Regions from separate parts of the Zea mays genome. Here region 1 is linked to region 2. The links are chromatin contacts, called in public Hi-C maps. All regions are on one chromosome and are shown on one strand. The core of a region is the stretch at or near the end of the contact, and the rest is flanking DNA. Distances in the headings are between cores, read along the strand shown. Region 1 has its middle 120 kb from the start of LOC100274788. Region 2 has its middle 82 kb from the start of LOC100283010.

Region 1 (5,924 bases), core at 321-2,820, 570 kb before region 2:
GAGCTCCTGCTGAGCAGTCTCCACCTGCTGTACCCCCGAATCCTCTGTGGCTTGCTCGTCTACTCGCATCAATACAAACATACATAGTATAAAGGAGAAATTAACATCACACCAACCACGTAAACAAAATACACATTAGTAATCTACATATTAAAATGAGATCATAGGAAAAAGAATCATTAAATTTGGAGTTATAGATTTTAAGTTATGAATTTCCAAAGGTTTTATGTATTTGATACAAGATTATCTAAGAAATAAATTTCATTACTGTTTTCATGTCAAAACAGAGACACTAGGTGATAAACAGTAAAATTACTAAATTATAGGAACTAGAATGGATTAATTTTGACTAAGTATGAATTTTCTACAAATTAAATAAGTTCTAGCATTTATTTATACCTTAAAAATCAATTTATGTTATTAATTATCAAATCCCTCTGATCTCTAGACTGGGCGCATAATTTCAAGAAATCGTAGGGGCTAATCCTTAGTTTTCCCAGGACTCAGTGAATAGCAACAGCGGACGACGGGTTGAATACTACTATTCCTAGGGTCTATTTAGCAAAACAGGCTCGACGAAGGGGTATCTTGATCCCTCGGTCGTCCGATCGGAAATGAGGCGCCCTAATTAGATTAGCCCTGGACAAGTCACCCGCTCTCCCCTCAACCATAGGATCTGGAAACGACGTCCCAGATCTAACCACGTTATTATGAACTAGCGCGTGATTACAACCATCTGATCTGTGATCGACGGTCTAGGTCTCATTATACGAAGGGGTATGGCCTTTCTAATCTGGACAACCCGCTATTCATCCGACGCCACCGATTCCCTCCAGATCATTAGAGACGGCGATTTGATCTCCACTGCTCATTCGAATCAAATGGTCAGGGCAAACTCTTCCTCCTCCTCACCGAGTTCCGCACGGTGGTGCCCAAAGCGGAGGCCGCGCTCCTCACCGGAGCTAGCCACCCAGTGACCCAAGGCCTAATTCTAGCGTCCAACAAGCGCAGCGCAAACAGGAGAACTTAGCGGACCGATTGACGCATTCCATACAGTGGACCGAAGCTCGGTTGTCGATGGCCGTGGTGGAGCAACAACTCAGCGGAGATCCCAAGTTCGACGAGGAATTCCGCGATCATGATGGTATTTTCTCCTTCGCAGGTGCCACGTATGCTTCCGCCGCCCTGAGATGGTTCTCCTGCACCACCCAATTGGCTCCCAACAACGGTGAGAAAGCAAACCGACGACGGCGGCCACGGCTATGGCGTGACTCTCGGTGAGCGTTTCGGGACGACTCAGGCGATTGTGAGTGAGAGGGGTCGCGTAGAGACGATGCTCGCATTTATCGCCCAGGCGTGCAAAATCTGCGATGTGGTCCAGCTCCCCCAGGGGAAAAGGGCGGTGAGCTCCGCCGTAAGACTAGCCGTGCAGGTCGCGCGATCTGTTGAAACCGATGAGCAAGCGTGCTGACAGGTGAGGCCACGTTGTCGGCGCGAGAAAGGGGGGAAAAGGAGAATCGCACCACGCGGAGAATGGACCCACATGCCAGCGTGAAGGGGACCGGCGCGCGTGCGAGTGAGACAGACACACAGGACCCACTGTCGGCGCATCCACTCAGCCCGGCCACACAGGGAAGACGATGTTGGGCCGAACGCAGGTTTGGGCCGAGAAGACGTTTCCCATTTCTTTCTTCTTTTCTTTTTATTTTCTATTTTTCCTTTCTTTCTTTTCCGAATTCATATTTAAATTCTAGTTTAAATTCAAACTTGTGAAAAAATTATCCTTAGATTATATTGCACCATAAAAGGTTCCAATTTGGAGATATATTTATATATATTATTTATATTTTTATATCCTTTCTCTCTTTCTTTTCTCTCCTTTTTCTCAATTTCTATTTTCAAATCCTAAATTTCAATCTAGTGTTCAACCCAAATCTCAAAGCATGGTTATATTCCTATTAGTGTTATTATTATTATTATTAAATGCACAAACACTTAAAATCCAGTATGATGCACAAATTATCTTTGGTTCCTTTAACTACTTATTCTCTCTAAGTATGGTTATTCCTATGTGATGATAAGTAGAAAACAAAACAACTAATGAGATCACCCTTTTCAATGCAGTATTAACAGTATGAGGATTTGAGCGGTAGTGCAGAAACAATTGATGTTGGTGTTGGTGGACTCAGGCAGTTCGACCAGTTTTGTGAGTAGGCATGTGGTGCATCAGTTGGGGTTGGCTATTCAAGTTTGTCCAGCTGTGATAGTCAAAGCGGCAAATGGAGAGACTATGGTCAGTAATACTATGGTGAAAGGATTGGAATGGTGGGCTGGTGCACAGTTGTTTCATACGGATATGAGGATTTTAACTTTGAGTGCTTTTGATGCTATTTTGCGGTATGATTGGTTGAGACACCACAACCCTATGGAATGTGACTGGGAACAAAAGTTTTTGAAGTTTACAATGGAAGGAAGACAGGTAGTATTGCAGGGTGATGAGGAGGATGGTGTTGGGGAGGTGAAGCATGTGACAGGTTCCTAGTTGCACAAATGGGTGAAGGGGAATGATATTTGGGCCTTAGTGGTGTTGGAAGAGATGGCTGGATATCAGGGAGTACAACAACAGGGGATCTTTAGCAGTTACTTCAGGAGTTTGGAGATGTGTTTGAAGTGCCTACTCAGTTACCTCCTGCTAGGGTGTATGATCATCATATTCCTTTGGTTCCTGGAGCAGTACCAGTGAATTCTAGGCCTTATAGGTACTCTCATCTTCACAAGGATGAAATTGAGAAGTAAGAGGCTACTTTGTTGAAGGATGGTCTTATTGTTCCTAGTGTAAGCCCTTTTGCTTCTCCGTTGTTGTTGGTTAAGAAGAAAGATAGCACTTCGAGGTTTTGTGTGGACTACAGGAAACTAAATGTTGGCGACTTGTTCTCAAATGCTATGAGTTAAGAACAAGGCAACACAGAGAATGTTAAACGATAAAGTCCTTCGTCCTTTGAAGCATTATTTCCCTTAGGATATAACGATCTTCGGACGAAGGTCATGAAGGACGAACCTTCATCATCAAAGTATATATTAATGAAAGACGAAGCATATGAAACATAAAAGATAGTATGAACAATCATATAACATTATTCATTTAACTTTATTATATCATCATAGAGAAATAAGAACAATATCAAATTATAAATGTACCTTCGGCTTGGAAGGAGATGAAAATACAAGGATGACGCAAAAGCAAAATGCCAAGTCAGCGTGAATAGTACGGGGGTACTGTTCACCTATTTATAGGCACGGGGTACAACCCATACAAAATTACATACATGCCCTTTACATTTGGTGATAATTCTATAGCACTCTATCGAGGTCTAAATGGCCTTTTCATCTTTAAGTCGGTTCCCTTTTCTGCGAACATGCCGAAGCTTTCCTGCTTCACAGCTTCGGCGCTGTGTCAACCTTTGTATCTTTTGAGCTTCTCCCTTTCTGATATAAGTCCGAAGATACCTGCTCACACATTATAAAGCCGCTTCTCCCTTGAAGACCTTCGGCGACGAAGCATAGACCCAACAGTAGCCCCTTTCGCGGTGCTAGATCGTTTTTCGTAACGAGCTTGATCCGTGAAAAAAGTCTCTTAAGCTTCGGGGAGCCGAAGGTCCAAAAAACACCTTCCCTGAGCTCGTTGCCGAGAAACGATTCACTCCCCCTGCGCGTAGCGGCCCCACCTTGCAGAGTTACTGTTCGGTCTCTGTGGTCCACCGTTCAGCGAGTGCGAGCGGGTGTCCGCCTGGTGTAAAACTTCTGGCGCTTCGCCTTCTTACCTGCGGCACTATATAAACAGACGAGTAGGTGTGAAGTTACCACAGCATTTACTGCTATTTGCACTGTTTTGCTGCCAAAATTCTTAACCATCGCCGAAGCTTGTTTGTCAGAATTGAACGAAGCTCCTTCTTGAAGCCTGCTTCGGAGAAAAAAGTATTAAAGTTTCACAAGTTCATAGTTAAATGGCCAGAGTCCGTTCTACCGCTAGGGTTGAGCGTGAGGGGGACGAAACTGATGCTTCGGAGACTGTCCCTATCTCCGAAGCCATGCGACGATCCGGGCTAGTGACTTCGGAGAAGGCTCCTATTGATGATGCAGAACAAGCAATCGCTGAAGCAGAAGGAGAAGATGCTGAGGAAACTGACTCCGAAGATGATTATCACCTTGCCACACCAAGCAAACCCAGTCATTTGGACTTCGGGAAATCTACTGTTTCGAAGGCTGATTTGTCCAAGATGGTAAAGTCAGGCTATTTTACTGAAAATCAAAAGAAGCTATTACGCTTCGGGGGAGAAGAGACTACCCCAAAGCCGGAAAAAGATGAAATTGTTATTTTTAAGAGTTTCCTAAAGGCTGGATTAAGATTCCCCCTTCATGGGATTATTGCAGAGATATTAAAGAATTTTGGAATCTATTTTCACCAGCTGACCCCCAACGCTATCGTTAGGCTTAATGTTTATATCTGGGCACTCCGAAGCCAGGCGGTGGAACCGTTTGCGGACAGCTTTTGCCGAGTTCATGAACTGCACTATCAGACAAAGGCTAGAAAGGATGGATTACATGACAATTTTGGTTGCTATAATTTTGCGTATCGGAAAACTACGAAGTATCCTGTGATCAGCTACCGAAGCAAATGGGCAGCAGGGTGGAAATCGGAATGGTTCTATGTTAAGGTTGATGATGATAAAGAAAAGCTTGTGCAGAGTCCACTGGAACTGACCTTCGGAGAAACCCGCCCCCAGTGCCACATGTTACCAGAGGGTCCAACTCAAAAAGCAATGTATGAATTCAAAATAATTGCAGAGAATATCAGTACAAGGGACCTGGTCCAGGAATTCATGGCTTTCAAGGTTTTCCCTAGTGTAAAAGAGTGGGAGATGCCGAAGCTGGAGGGGGAAAAGAAAAAGGGTGAACTTGTACGTTTGCCTTACTGCTTCAAATTTAAGAAATACTTTAAAGCTCCTTGCCAAGAGTGGCTGGATATGATTGAAGTGATGTGCAACGAGATACTTGGCAATTATTCGAAAAAAGAAGATCAATTGATGACCGCAGCCTTCGGCACTCGACCGAAACGAAGGCTAAATCGAGTATTGGACGCCTTGGGTTTCGAGTACCCAGACTACGAAGATCTGAACAAAGGTGCCGGAGGCCAAAAAAGGAAAAGGGGGACTGAAGCCTTAGATGAAGGCGAAAAAGAGCCAATAAAGAAGAAAATTCCAAAGAAAAGGAAGGCTTCTTCTCCGAAGCAACAAATATCCGAAGCAGAAGAAACTCCCGCATCACCTTCTGCTGCTGTTGTTGAGGAAATTCTGAAGGTAATGACTGAATCCTTACCTGCGAAGCTAAGTCCACTGGATCCTCAACTGACAAAGTTTTTTCAGAAGGACAAGGAGCCCGAGAAATCGAGGAAAATAATCAAGGCAAAGAAACAAAGAATCATTACCGTAACAGAGGTAATTGACAAAACACCGCCAAGAGCTTCGGCCCAAAAAACACGAGCAGCTGCAGAAGGGGCAGATATTGAAATTGCACCTTCGGAGGCCGCAACCGCCGAAGTTGCCTCAGCTGAAGATTTGAATTTGGAGAGCACAATTGAACATATTGACCAAATGCTGCTAGACATGGCCGCAGAAGAAGCTGCCACTGTTGCCGAAGAGACTGTGACCGTAGCGTCAAAGAAAGGAAAATAAATTGCTGATGAAGCTTCAGAAAACGAAGCCTTCGCGTTCCAAAACTTAGTTGGAGAACATCTATCAAAAGCTGAAATAGAAGAGCTTAAAGAGTATGCCCAATCCTGTGGATACAAACCTGGGGCACTCCTCTTCGGAGGCGTTGATGATGAGAAATTAGAGTGTATTCGGGACCAAACAGGGGCCAAAGTT
Region 2 (6,720 bases), core at 2,916-5,415:
TGCTGCGATGGCGGTCAGACGAGGGATTCTTGCAGGTGCTCTTCCCATAAACTGTAGCGGGTTTTCGGAAGCTAGTGGAACTTTGTAAAGGCTTCGTAGTGGATTCCTAGACATTCACCTCGGTAGTGTCTAAGGGTCTAGCTAACCCTGGCTACATGGGATACACGACTTGTGGGTACAGGGTACAACCTCTACAGAGTGTAAAACTAGTATACTAGCCATGCTCACGGTCATGAGCGACTCGGACACTCACATGATTAATTTATGGAATTAAATTCAATTTATCATTTGCATCGCATTAGGATTACTTTATTATTACTTCTATCTATTTTTCTAAGGTTTGGTATTTACTTATACTTAGTAACTGGTAATAAAATTTTGACCAACTTATAAAAGCAATGCTCAGCTTCAACCTTTGTTTTGTTGATCTGCCTTACACTTCACATGAATTCCCACCTTTGGTGAGTTCATGCACATTATTCCCCACAACTTGTTGAGCAATGAACATGTGTGAGCTCACCCTTGCTGTCTCACACCCCCCCATAGGAGAAGAACAGGTGGTTCAAGTGGAGCCACACATTGAGGAGTTCGATTCGATTTAGGTGGCATCTCCCAGTTGACTTTGTGGCGCCAAGGATGGACTTTAGTTCGATTTATATTTATAATTTATTTTGTAAGACTTCCACTATATAATAAGTACTCTGATTATATTGTGACATTTATCTCTATACACTCTGTTATTATATGTGTTGTCTTCTTTGGCACATATATGAGATGCACCTGGCTTTGTGCCTTAAAACCGGGTGTGACAGAAGTGGTATCAGAGGAATGTTGACTGTAGGACGAAACCTAGATAGAAATGGACAAAACCATTACCTACTTACCATACTGTGATTCTTTCTAAACTTACCTTAATCTTTTCTCATCTATTTCCGCTTTACTCTGATTATTCTTACCTTTTCTTTCTAAAGACAAATGTGGATTTCACACTTTTGAAATCATGTGCCTAAAGTGACCTTTAGGAATAGGAGACCTATTCTTAGGAACCAAAAACAAAACTATTTTTTAGGTATCTATACGCTTGAGTGCTTGTTCTTATGATGCTTGTTTGATTTGGATCTTTGATTGAGTGTGATGAGTCGTGGAGTAATGTCCATAATTACATCTACATATACATATAGGCATAAATATAAAAAATAAAATCCATGAGATAGCTAAACAACTTAGATTATCCTCCATTAAAGTGTATCTATTTTATATAGATCCCTCTTATCTTAAAAGACTCTCTCTTATCTTAATAGATCCATCTTATCTTAAAAGATACTCTCTTACCTTAATAGATTCATCTCATCTCGAAAAGATTTCCATCTTATCCAAATAGATCTAACTAATCTCAAAAGATTCTATCTTATTCTTAGAGACTCATCTTGTCCTAATAAGCATATTTATCCCCACCACTTTGCTTATCTCATAATAGTGTAACAAACATGATCTATTCCAAAATAAAATAAGTAGATCTTATCTAGTCTAATCTGATTACACCAATTTAATTTTGATCCCATCTAATCTGATCAGACCTAACCTAATGGACAAGCATGTCAGATAATACTGGTAAAATAAGATTGGATCCTAGTCTTATAAATATGTTTTAATCTAAAATGGAATCTTAGTCCAACCTGGCCATATGCAACTACCTTAACCACCCGATAGTTGCATAACCCCTCTGTTTTAACCTAACAGAGATTCTGACTTGCTTACACCATATAATTTATCCTATCTCAAAAGAATATAACATATCCTAATAGTATTTATTCTACCCTGGTAGATCTAATCAACTTAAACTAGTCTAATCTAGTTATATGCAATTTAATCTAGACCCTACCTAATATAATATGATCCAATCTAAAGGGAGTGACTTAAACAAGTCAGTTAATACTGGCAACATAGATAGACCATATTCCTATAAATGGGTTTTAAACCTATATTGGTGTCATAGACCAATTCGTCCGAGAAACCACGACCTACCCTATGTTATAGTTTGCCCAACCCATTTATCCCAAAAACAAAGTAAAACTCTGTTCAACCTACCTACCCCATGTACCCGTAATCGTTATCCCAACTCGGATGATAGTATCTAACACCAAGACTGATGGTCCCTAAATCAGACCCAAAAAGAAGGTTAACCTCGACAATGAAGGATATGGATAGAAACAGACCTTCAGATGAAACAAGATCCACCATCCGGAATAAAAAAATCTCACTTACTTAACTTTCTTTTACCCCCAAACCTTCTCTACACTCACCAAATAGCTAAAACATGATGTACCCTTGTTTTCTATGCCACACCTGTTAATGGCATGAAAATTTTTGGTATATAAAAAAATACTAATTGGAAATACCACTTAGAAAAAATATATACTAGAATTTCATAAAGGTAAAGTCAGCTTGATATGCTTAACTAAATGGTATTCTTAAATAGGAGTATAGAATTTAATGTGATCTAGTGTGATCTAATCCAATGTGGTCTGCTTAAACAGATTAATAGAACTTGGACCCTTCTAAGGTGTTAACTTAATTTAGCACATTATATCAACTCAACCATGAGCTAACCGAACCCATAGAGTCATGATGGATTGTATAATCTGTCTATCCTCACCTAACATCAAACAAGATTTTGACCTACACCATGTAAGTCTATCTCACCCATATCTATCTCATCTTAACAGATATTATTTTACCTTTGTATATTCACCTTATACGACTAGTTATCCCAAGCTTGATATAAAACAATAGATTAAGCCCTGCCAAAGACTCTTCAGTCCATAACCAGCTACTAGCTTATTCGTTCTGCCTACCAAATAATTTTCCTTAAAAAACTATTTTACCATATGCTTCTAACTCAGATGGTCAATACCAGGAAGGGAGGACTATCAGGCAACAGCAAACAGAAATGAGTCCTCCAGATCCTCCATCGGTTGGAATCGATCAAGTGGTTGCTGCCCAAATGATGGTAATACAACAAATGACAAACATAGTTACCGAAATGCAAAATCAGATAAGACAAGAACGCCAGGAAATACGTCAGGACCGGCTGGAGATACTTTAAGAAATAAGGCAAGCACGGTTGGAAAGATAACAACAACAACACCCACTACCTCCACCACCACCAGCTCCACCAAGCTACATAAATATATATATATATATATATATATATATATATATATATATATATATATATATATATATATATATATATATATATATATATATATATATATATATATATATATACTACTATTTGTAAGACCTAAATGTTACTTTAGTTAGTAGATGGTATGATACTATTTTAGGAGGAATAATAAGGTCTATTTGACCCATGTGTTGCTAATAAACTATGCATCATGCTGAGATTTTTGTTTGTGCATATGTGTTGAGACCATATGAGTATACATCCCTTTTCATTCAAATCTCGGGGACGAGATTTCTGTTAAGGGGGGTAGGATTTGTAAAGCCCAAAATTGGTAGGAAAAAACAATAATAATAATAATAATGAAATAAAAAATTTAAGAATCGCGCTTTAGGGATTTTTGAAACCTTCCTGTATTTCTCATGCCTTTGAATGTTTAACTTCAAAAAGAAAAGAGGAAGGAAATTGTATTAAAGTCATTTACTATTGCTAGAATTAAATGGTGGGAAGAAGAATAAATAATAAATAAATAAAATTTCAAAGAGCAAAAGTATTATTCAAGAGAGAATTGTGAATTCAAAGTTCAAACATGAATTTAAATTTAGTTTGGAATTTGAGAATAAGAGAAAGGGGAATAGAAAATAAAATAGAAAAGGAGGAGGCAAAGGAAACAAAAATACTTAAAATAAATATATAAGTCTATAAAAATATATACTTTGCCTTCATGTTGTTATTCTAGATGTTACAATTAAATTAGAATTTGAAACCCCTATTTAAATCTGAATATTGAAGATGGGAATAGAAATAGAAAAAAAAACAGAAAACAAAATAAAAGAAAAGGTTCACCTCCACTGCATGGGTCGAATTTGCTCCTCATGGCCCACTACCCCGCGCCGTCCCGCTTCTACTCTCCACCGCGCGCGCTTCCACTGTGCCAAAACCCTAGCCGCCAGCCTCACTCCTCACCGCGCGCGCGTACGTAAAGCTGGCACTGACTCGTGGACCCGGTCGTGCTTACGCGCGTACCGCCCCACTCACTCACTGCTTGTGGGACCCCCTCGACAGTAGGGTCTTCTTCCCTGTTTGACTCGGACGGCACCGTTGCGAACGGATCAACCGAGACCTCAGGCGAGCGCCCACTTGCTTGAATTTTGCGGGCTGTTACTGTCTCGGCGTCATGATCCAGCACCCGGGAAAAACGCGAAAGCTGCCCACCACCACGGCCGATTAGGAGGTAAGAGAGGGAGAGCTTGAAGACGCCGCCGCGGGCAACTCGACCACACCGTCGTCTAGGCTCTGGCGAGTTCCCTTGAGGTCTCGAAGGATCGTGCTTATCGCGTGTGGGGCCTCGCTGGGCGTGGGAAGAGTCCGGGGCGACGGGAGTTCATTGACGGACTTCACGGAAGCTGCAGAGACACCCCACAACGTCGCCAGACCTAAACACCGCCCAATTGCCGGTGAGAAACCTCTCCAAGCTTTCTTCTCCACGTCTGCGATAAGTAGCATCGATTTGAGAAGGCAATGGGATGATTGTGCGTTAGGAATTTGACGCTGGAGTATGTCACCACCGTGGGTCCGCATGGATGTCGTGGGCGGTATCACCCGCGCTATAGCTTCGTGTAATGTCACCCTAATCTGCTACGCATCGATTCCCGCTTCGTGTAGCACTTTTTAGTTTGGGTAAATGATGAACGTAGCGCCGGGCGTGGATCTCGTCGGGCTCCTCCACTGCGGGAGATTGGCCGGCACCGCCGTCTAGGGGACGCGGGGTAGGAGACGGGTCTTTCAGCCATGGATCTTCGAGTAGACGGCTGAGATTAGGCGCGGGAGCCTACCCCTTCACACTTTAAATCCGAGCCATTGGCGACTCATCCGAGGGCTTGTGTGCGGTAAAGACGTAGTGGGATCCGGGGCGTAGATCTTGGATCCTGGGGCTCGGGTGGCGTACCATTTCGCGAGGCTTCGATCTAATCTGGAACGTCGATTGTGAATCGGGCGGCTAGGATTAGCCCGCACCCATTCGGTTAGAACCTTTTACTAAAGAGACCTTGGGTTTTGAGGGAAATAACCCGCAGTCCTGGCGGGGGAGTTCTGAGTCTACGTAACATTTATGGTTTAGCCCCTGGACTCTCTGGTAATGATGCGCTCGGTCTAGATAATTAGAAAATCAAATAAATTCATTTGGAAAATACTTTTTAATGCAAAAATAATTGCTAGAATTGGTTTAATTCATAGAAAATTCATATGAAGACCAAATCAATCTATTCCAATTTCTATAATTTTATAATATTATTGTTTATCAATTAGTGCCACTATTTTGACATGAAAGTCACATTAAAATTTATATCCTAGTTAATCTTGTACAAAACACATAAAATCTTTAGAAATTCATAACTTAAAATCTATAACTCCGAACTAAACCTTTCCAGTTGCTTTAGCTTATATGAATATTTACTATGCAATAACAACATTTATTATACCATGTCTTGTTATTTTATAATTAGATCTTTATTTAACTTATGTTGGTTGGTCTCGTTAAACTACTTATCATTATAATCTACTAGAATATGATCTATGGTCAATTTATAACTTAGATTAAAGTTGAGATAATTATTTATAGAATAACCTCTCATATGATTTATATTAACCAATTTATAGTATAGTTTAATATTTTAATCACACAGATCTTCTATAAAATCATAACTCCTTAATCGTAACTCCGATCTTAGTAGTTCTCAATCCCACGATCTCGTAGCATCGCGTAAATCATTATTATTCAGTTTGTTCTAATGTTTGGTGTAATGTTAATTTTGTCTATACCATGTCTGTTTATATTGCTACGACTAGCAGTGAGGTCACGAGAATCTGAGGATCATCCTGGTACCTGTAATCTCAAGTCCCAGGCAAGTTGTGCCCTTGATCACTTCCTTTTTACCTAATCATGTTCTTATTAATCATAATGACCTGCATACGTTAATTTGATGGGATCCAATAGGTTACCCTATTTTTGGCTATCTTTATACCTTGTTTTACCACTGAATTTTTTTGGGTAGTATATGCTATTGCTTTATGTGGTTTTGGGTACAGAGATAAACATTACTCATGTTCACACTTTTGTTATCAGTTTATTATTTACTGTTCATGATAAGATCATTATGTTAATGGGAACATGGTGAACCACCCGGGAAAACAGTGCCACCACAAGGGTGGTATGGGACGCCCTTGGCTGACTAATTAGGAAAGCTAGTGGAAGACTACCTTACCCGAAAGGGGCAAGGGCAGTAGGGGAGTTGCATGCAGGGAGGTTCTCGGGTTGATTTTGCTGCGATGGCGGTCAGACGAGGGAGTCTTGCATGTGCTCTTCCCATAAACTATTGTGACAGAACCTCCCAATGTATTAGGCCCACATACAGATGCCCTTGTCCCAAGGACCTCGGAACACCATGCAGATGCACATAATCACTCAACAAGTTCGGTTTTCTGTATCAACATCATATCGCCCAAGAGCGCTTCACCCATCACGTAGACATTAC

What was found. A called contact is a pair of places that touch in the nucleus more often than the background predicts.
Region 1: a contact with region 2 is called in a Hi-C map of bundle sheath, with 7 times the contacts expected there. The contact joins two enhancer-like sites. A contact is called at or near these places in 2 of 25 Hi-C or Micro-C datasets (bundle sheath and endosperm).

Annotation. Positions count from the first base shown.
Region 1 is chr10:31,013,132-31,019,055 of Zm-B73-REFERENCE-NAM-5.0, reverse strand. No RefSeq gene overlaps it. Among protein-coding and RNA genes, the nearest start is that of LOC100274788, 120 kb to the left of the region's middle. Within about 2 kb of position 1,570, at least 18 of the 20 cell types and tissues checked have an H3K27ac peak or open chromatin away from gene starts, as enhancers often do. A contact at or near this core is called in bundle sheath, where this site is marked.
Region 2 is chr10:30,448,051-30,454,770 of Zm-B73-REFERENCE-NAM-5.0, reverse strand. No RefSeq gene overlaps it. Among protein-coding and RNA genes, the nearest start is that of LOC100283010, 82 kb to the right of the region's middle. Within about 2 kb of position 4,165, at least 17 of the 20 cell types and tissues checked have an H3K27ac peak or open chromatin away from gene starts, as enhancers often do. A contact at or near this core is called in bundle sheath, where this site is marked.